2 separate regions of the Danio rerio genome follow, and region 1 is linked to region 2. A link is a contact called in public Micro-C data. All regions are on one chromosome and are shown on one strand. The core of a region is the stretch at or near the end of the contact, and the rest is flanking DNA. Distances in the headings are between cores, read along the strand shown.

Region 1 (3,496 bases), core at 708-3,207, 43 kb before region 2:
TGAGTTTGACATCCCTGCACTAGAGTGTGTAGTGAAGTTTCAGCTCAAAACACCACACAGATAATGTTTTATAACTCTCTGAAACTCCCCCTTTCAGGCTTTAATGCTAATTGTGGTGTTTTGGTGACTGTCACTTTAAATGCAAATGAGATTGAGCTCTTTTCTGAAGAGGGCGGAGCTACAGATGCCTGTGCATCAGAATAGTGGCAGATTCAGAAACAAGACTGACGTCGTATGCTAATGAGGGAGAGATGGTCACTAGTGGGCGGGGCTTTCCCCCTCTGATGACACGTACAAAGGGAGAATGTCAATCACAGTGTTTCAGCAGACTGATTCTATCTAGTCTGATTATAAACAATACAGTTAATTAAGCTGGTTATAATCACACACTGCTGCCACACAACCCCCTAACAAAAGTGACATAATAGGTTTCCTTTAGAATGAATCATCACTGTAATATTGTTTAATATATAGCTCTGGCAGACCCACCTGTTGCCAAAAACAGCAAGGTGACATACAGGCGATCTTTAGCGGTTATTGCCCGTCTCATCTTCGTATGCTGTTTGGTTATGAGGGGTCCGACCACGCTGAGCAGGAACTCAAACTCCTCTGATGTCATCCACGGCAGATCTTTCAACCCAGCATTCGGTGTCATCTATTTGTATGGTGAGGAAAAACAACTATTTTTAAGTGTTCGGTCGGAAATTGCATGTAAATGTGACTTCAAAACAACTTAAGCACTATTCAATTGACTATAAACAATGATTTGTTTTGATAGTCATTAGCTTATAATATGATTTCCCGATTTAGAATGAGCAAAGAGTACTTTTCTCAAATTATATTAAGGAGAAAGTGTGAATGTGAAAATATAAAACGAACTAAACTCAGCTTTTCTGAGCCAGAAATCTCCATTTCTGAATCACTAACATGGGCCGCATCTTCTAGTTTAATTCCCATATGTAGTTATTATAAAGGAACAGTATAATGCAAAGTTTAATTTAGCCTATTACATATTATTAGTAAAATAATTTCATTTATTTACGCTGGAATGAAGACAGTCACAGCACTCATCAGCTGTTTTAAAATGATATCTGATATAGTAATGATATTTAATCCTTATTAGGCTTTTTAAATACAATTTTTGAACGTGCTAATATAAAAACAACTTTACCTTAATATTCAGGTGATGCACATGTAAATATCATCCATCATCCGTTAGATTATCAGCTGAAAGTCCAGATGGGATACAGCTGCGGATACATACGTAAATATAGTATAACTTTTGTAACACTACAACAAAATAAATCTTATTTTTACATTAGTGTGATGCTTGGCGTAGACTTTAATAAAATGCAATTTAATGGGTAATTTGATAAACTATATGAATAATACTCAGTTTTTACTTACTATGAAGATGGCTGTGGTTAATGTTGGGGGTTAAACTACTATTTTATGGGTAATTTGATGAATAACATTTATAACTCGATATAATTACTGTTTTTACTTTAGCCTGGTGTGATGGTTGGGGTAGACGTTATTAAAGTAACGGGTAATGTAATAATCAGTAATATAAATCTAGTTTACTTCGGCCGCAGCTGTATCTCTTCATCCCTTCTAGGTAATTCATTTGTGTTTATCTTTCTTCCCTGAAGTCGTCTTCCTAAAATAAGTTCTTATCAGAATACACACGCTTTTAATAAGATTTAAGTCCAGAGCAGCGTTTTGTTGACCCGCACACAGTCGTCTCCTGTCCTTTCATACTAGACAAAGTACTGCATTACCGTCTCCTCCTCCAGCTCGCGCGTCGGAGCAGCCGGTGCTGGTCGGCCTCGTCTCTCCACATAATTTCTCTTCCATAATCGCTTCTTTTTCTTTTTCTGCTTTTGTTTTTCGCTGCAAATCAGCGCACAGACAACTTGGAGCGCAAGCTGCTTGTTAGCCATCATCTTCTTCTCTTGGTTAATGGCGGAACGCAAACAGCTTTTAGGTGCACACCGCCGCCTACAGTACAAAGGTGTGTGTAACACCAGGTCATGCTAATCGAGTGCACAGCTAACGTTTTACAGCTACCGGTAAACCTCCGGTGAACGGTTTATCATGTGACCATTTTCGATTTCATAAGGTTCCTTTTATAGCATAGATGTTGTAAAGTAATTAAAATATTATTAGTTAAATAGACTTAAGCATTCATTTAGCTGCCCACCCTGCTGAAAAATCCAGCTTAAACCAGCCTAGGCTGGTTGGCTGGTTTTAGCTGGTTGACCAGCCTGGTTTTAGAGGGGTTTTGGCCATTTCCAGTCTGATCTTAGCTGGTCAGGCTGGAAAATGACCAACTAAATCCAGCTAAAACTAGCTTGACCAGCCTGGTTTAAGCTGGACATAGCTGGTTTTGGCTGGGCTCCCTGTCTGGCAAGGCTGGTCAAGTTGGATTTAGCTGGTCATCTCCCAGCCTGACCAGCTAAGACCAGGCTGGAAATGGCTAACCCCCTCTAAAACCAGCCTGGCTGACCAACTAAAACCAGCCAACCAGCCTAAGCTGGTTTAAGCTTTTTTTTTTCAGTAGAGCAAGCTTAAAACGACAAAAGTGTCAGGAGCAGCAGGCCAGCCCTGAAACTGCATTGAAAATATTTTCATTATTAATCCACATCCATTATTGAGCTTACAGGTCAGGTTCACTAAATCTAGCATCTGGATGCAGCCTTTATGATGCAAGCTGAGATTGCATCACTCAGCGATGCACCGTCAGACACAATGCACTCAATTGAGTGACGTCACTGACGGGTAGGGTTAGGTGAGCCCATTAAAAAGCATTGGATGCAGCTCAGATTGCATCTGCACCGAGTCTGCAGCCAGACCCCTCTCATTTAGTTTGCACTTGACCTGCTTTTCCACTACAAGCCCCCAGGTGTCACCCAATCCCTTTTAAACGCCATTATTTTAATGAATGCACATTCACTTTATACAATAACCTTGTTTTTCTTTAGACATGATTATTTTGCTTATCCCATTGGCTGATTATTTTGCTTGCTTTAAGGAAAAACTGACTTAATACTGGCATATCATTTCTTAAAACAAGACAGTATGTTTTGCTTGTCTAGAAAATGCTTTTAGATTTAAGAGTTTGTAGATATTTATTCTAGAAACAAGACTAAATCTAAGTAGGAAAAGCATTTTTTACAGTGTGGCGTCATATTCAGAAAGACTTGAGGCTGTAATCGCTGCCAAAGGTGCATCAACAGAGTATTGAGCAAAGGATACTGATGTACATCTGATTTTACAGCTTTTATTTTTAACTCTTTTTCACATTGTTATTATGGGGGATTGTGTGTAGAATGTTGAGGAAATCAATCAATTTAATCCATTTTGGAATAAGACTGTGACATAAACAGATGTGGAAAAAGTCAAGCGCTATCAATACTTTCCGTATGCACTGTACATCTCCAATACATATCAACAGTCAAGCCAAGCAAAATTAATCACACCCCTGCAGAATTCT
Region 2 (3,878 bases), core at 603-3,102:
AGATTTCTTAAAGGGACAGTTCACCCAAAATAATGAAAAATAACTCACCCTCGACTGGTTCCAAACCTTTTTGAGTTTAAACACTGACATTTATGTTATTTTGAAGAAAGCTGTAACCATTGACCTCAATAGTAGGAAAAAAACAAATCAATGGTTAGAGACTTCCAACATTTTTCCAACTATCTTCTTTTGTGTTTAACAGACAAAAGTCCTAAAGGTTTTTTTTTGTGAACTATGCCATCAGGAAGCTGCAAGAAGAAATCAGACATTAAGTTAACTGAGTTTCCCCTTAGTAGTTTCTTTAAAGCATCTTTATTGTGCGCAATAAAAGGTTTTCAACCACTTAAGAGAGAGTAAATATTAAGTATTTTACTTATTTATTAATTTATTGATGAACTATCCCTTTAAAGCGCTGCACGAGGACATGCGGATACGATCAGAATTTACCCATGCAGATTTCTTAAAGGGACAGTTCACCCAAAAATGAAAACTAACTCACTATTTAGTCACCCTCCAGCGTTTCCAAACCTTTATGAGTTGAAACATTGAAGATTTTTCTATTTTAAAAAAAGCTGTAACCAACAACTAACATAGTAGGAAAAAAATACCATGAAAGTCAATGGTTACAGCTTTCAATCATTTTTCCAAGTAACTTTTTTTTTGTTCAACAGAAGACAAAGTCATAAAGGTTCACATCTGCTTGGGAGAGAGAGAGAGAGAGAGAGAGAGAGAGAGAGAGAGAGAGAGAGAGAGAGAGAGTAAATAGTGAGTTTTTTGGGGGGTGAATTATCGATTAAGAACGATGGACGATGAAATCAGACACTATCAGAATTTACCCATGCAGATTTCTTAAAGGGACAGTTCACTCAAAAAAAAAAATTTACTCACTATTTATTCGAGTGGTTCCAAACCTTCATGAGTTTGATCATCATTTGTTATTTAGCAGAAAGATGTAAGCTTTGACTTCCACAGGAGGAAAAACAAATACTATGGAAGTCAATGGTTACAGGTTTCCAACATTTTTCTGAATATCTTTTTTGTGTTAAACAGAAAAAAGTCCTAAAGCTTCTCAACCACCTCAGAGAGAGAGAGAGTAAATAGTGAGTGTTTCATTTATTAATTTAATTTATTATTTATAGGGTGAACTATCTCTTTAAGAACGCTGCACAAGGAAATGGGACAATATCAGAATTTACACATGCTGATTTCTTAAAGGGACAGTTCACTCTAAAATCAAAACTAACTCACCCTTGAGTGGTTCCAAACCTTTATGAGTTTATGTCTTCAGTGGAACACAAAAGAAGAAATTTTGAAGAAAGCTGAAAACCTGTAACCATTGACTTCCATATGATTTGTTTTTCCTACTATGTCAATGGTTACAGGTTTCACATGGGATGCTATGAGAATTTACACATGCAGATTTCTTAAAGGGACAGTTCACCCAAAAATAAAAATTACTGCATTGACTTCCATTCATTTTCCTTAGGCTTTGTCTCTTTATTCATCAGGGGTCGCCACAGTGAAATGAACCACCAACTACTTGAGCATATGTTTTACACAGCGGATGCCCTTCCAGCCGCAACCCAGCTCCGAAATCATCCATAGTAGGAAAAACAAATACTACGGAAGTCAATGGTTACAGGCTTCCAACATTTTTCTGAATATCTTCTTACGTGTTCAACAGAAGAAAGCAAGTCCTAAAGCTCTGAAACACGCGAGTAAATGAGGGCAGAATTGTGCTTTTTGGCTGAACTGTCCCTTTAAGAAATAAAAAGGCCTTGCAGAATAAGAGTGTGTCGTTCAGCCCAAGAGAGCGAGTGAAAGTGTATCAGTGTTACGCCGGGTGGCCGGCCTACTAAAACAGGAAGTGGACTGTGTTTGCCTGGAGTGAAGGAATGCGGTCCATATGTGAGCAGCAGCGGGTCTTCATTCACCAGCAGCAGAAATGGAGACTTTAGGAAAACAGGCATACTCACTTCGTCTCGGGTTTATATTGGCCACGTACACACAGCCACGTCTCAGAGCCCTCCACTCAACCACAGAGACAGTGGTGCGTGATTGCGTGTGTGTGTGTGTGTGTGTGTGTGTGTGTGTGTGTGTGTGTGTGTGTGTGAGTGTAATAAACAGAATTTGTAATTGAAAGTCAAATTAATAAGCAAATTGGAGCCATTATATCTAGTTGTCTCTTTCAGAAATGCTATTTTAGATGCATCAATGTTTGTTTGCTTGTTAGTGCAAGTGTGAAGAGCACACAGCAGTGTCTTTCTGCATGTTAGGGTGTTGGATGCTGCTATAATCCTGTTATTGTCATTCCTGTTTCAATATTGATCCACAAAATATGAGTTTGAATGTTCAAACCCAAACAAACAACAGATGCACGTGATGAAGAAAGAGCCTGGTTGAATTACGGGTACTCTGCTGCCCTCGTGTGGTAAACATTTGTAATTGTCCCACAATGCTTCAAAATTCACCCTGAAAACTTAATTTCTGTCATCGTCTGCTCACCCTTTACTTGTTGCCACCCTTTATCAGTCAATTTATTCTGTTGAACACAAAAGAAGATGTTTTGAAGAGAGCTGAAAACCTGTAACCATTGACTTCTTTTGTGCAAGTCAGAAAAGGTTGGGACAGCATGGAAAACACAAATAAAATGACTTTGACTTGTGTTTCATTGCAGACAAAACAATAGTTTATTCCATTCAATAATTTAATCCATTTTGGAATAAGGCCGTAACATAAACAAATGTGGAAAAAGTGAAGCGCTATCATATACTTTCCGCATGCACTGTATTTACTAAGAATGTTATCAGCATGGCAATTGTTAGCATCCTAACAACATGCTAAATGTTTTAGCAGCATCATGTTAGCCACCCAGAACACCTCAGCATGTTATTTGTTGAATTAACTTAACTTTGACTTAAAATATTTTGACCTATTAAGATAAACTTTGTAATCTTTTGAGTTGAAACATGAGTGACCTATTTAAAAATGTTAAAGTAACATTAAAAACATTGTCATATCATTTTTTTGCATTTAAATAGTAATAAACTACTTTATTACCTACTACATTAGCATAAAAAACAACACAATGACATTTTCAGACACTTTAGTCAACTATGAAAACACTGGATTACTTCCAGCACCCATAAGAACAAATTTTAATCGGCACATTTTGTCATTCACCTTTAATAAGTTTCATTTTTCATGTAAAAGAGTCGCTGTTTAAAGCAGTGACCAGCAGATAGCGCTATTGCTCAATTAGACGCGCTGTATTCACCAAAACAGACATGCGCACTGCTGCACACTACCTGCATTTTATTTGCATTTGCATACCTGATTTTGGCCCTAAAATACTTGAAGAAAATGGATGGGGGGGGGGGGGGGGGGGGGGGGCAGTCCAGTTCATTAATAATGATAAATGTATCTACTGATCTGTATCTTTAATAATCATATTAGTCATTAAAATAATAGATAATGTACATACATTTTGACCACCCCTATAACGGCTCATACCATTGTGAATGTATAATCGCGCCAATCAGTATGTGCGCGGGAAATAATTCAGTCAGCAGTCTAAAACCGGCAGATCTAGAGCACCGATAGGCATCGTAAGTGTTCACAAAACACGTTTTCCTGTAAAATAGGTGTTTGTTTTGACATGTGGCCTGAAAGTAAAGTAAAAATCATATGTAAAGTATATAATTTGACCTACAGTAACCTTTGAAAGAGCCTATCAGAGGTTGCTGAGGGTCAGAATACACTTAATATCCCTCAAACACTGAACAATTGAATGTTTCATTATTAAATTTGATGTAGTTTAATTAAATACATACATTTGATTCAGTGAAGCATGTATTACACAAGCTAACATTAGCCTA

Evidence for each region. Hi-C and Micro-C count contacts between places; a contact is called where the count stands out from the background.
Region 1: a Micro-C map of caudal fin shows a contact between it and region 2, with 14 times the contacts expected there. The contact joins the promoter of si:dkey-121j17.6 here to the enhancer-like site in region 2. A contact is called at or near these places in 3 of 18 Hi-C or Micro-C datasets (caudal fin, embryo and an unstated tissue).

What each region holds. Positions count from the first base shown.
Region 1 is chr20:578,161-581,656 of GRCz12tu, reverse strand. It overlaps si:dkey-121j17.6, which reads right to left and starts at 1,957. Exons shown (of 6, transcript XM_073933910.1): 1 at 1,782-1,957; 2 at 1,172-1,250; 3 at 490-655. The coding sequence starts at 655.
Region 2 is chr20:535,000-538,877 of GRCz12tu, reverse strand. The region is part of intron 6 of nt5dc1 (5'-nucleotidase domain containing 1); the gene reads right to left. Among named protein-coding and RNA genes, the nearest start is that of dse, 22 kb to the left of the region's middle. Within about 2 kb of position 1,852, at least 22 of the 62 cell types and tissues checked have an H3K27ac peak or open chromatin away from gene starts, as enhancers often do.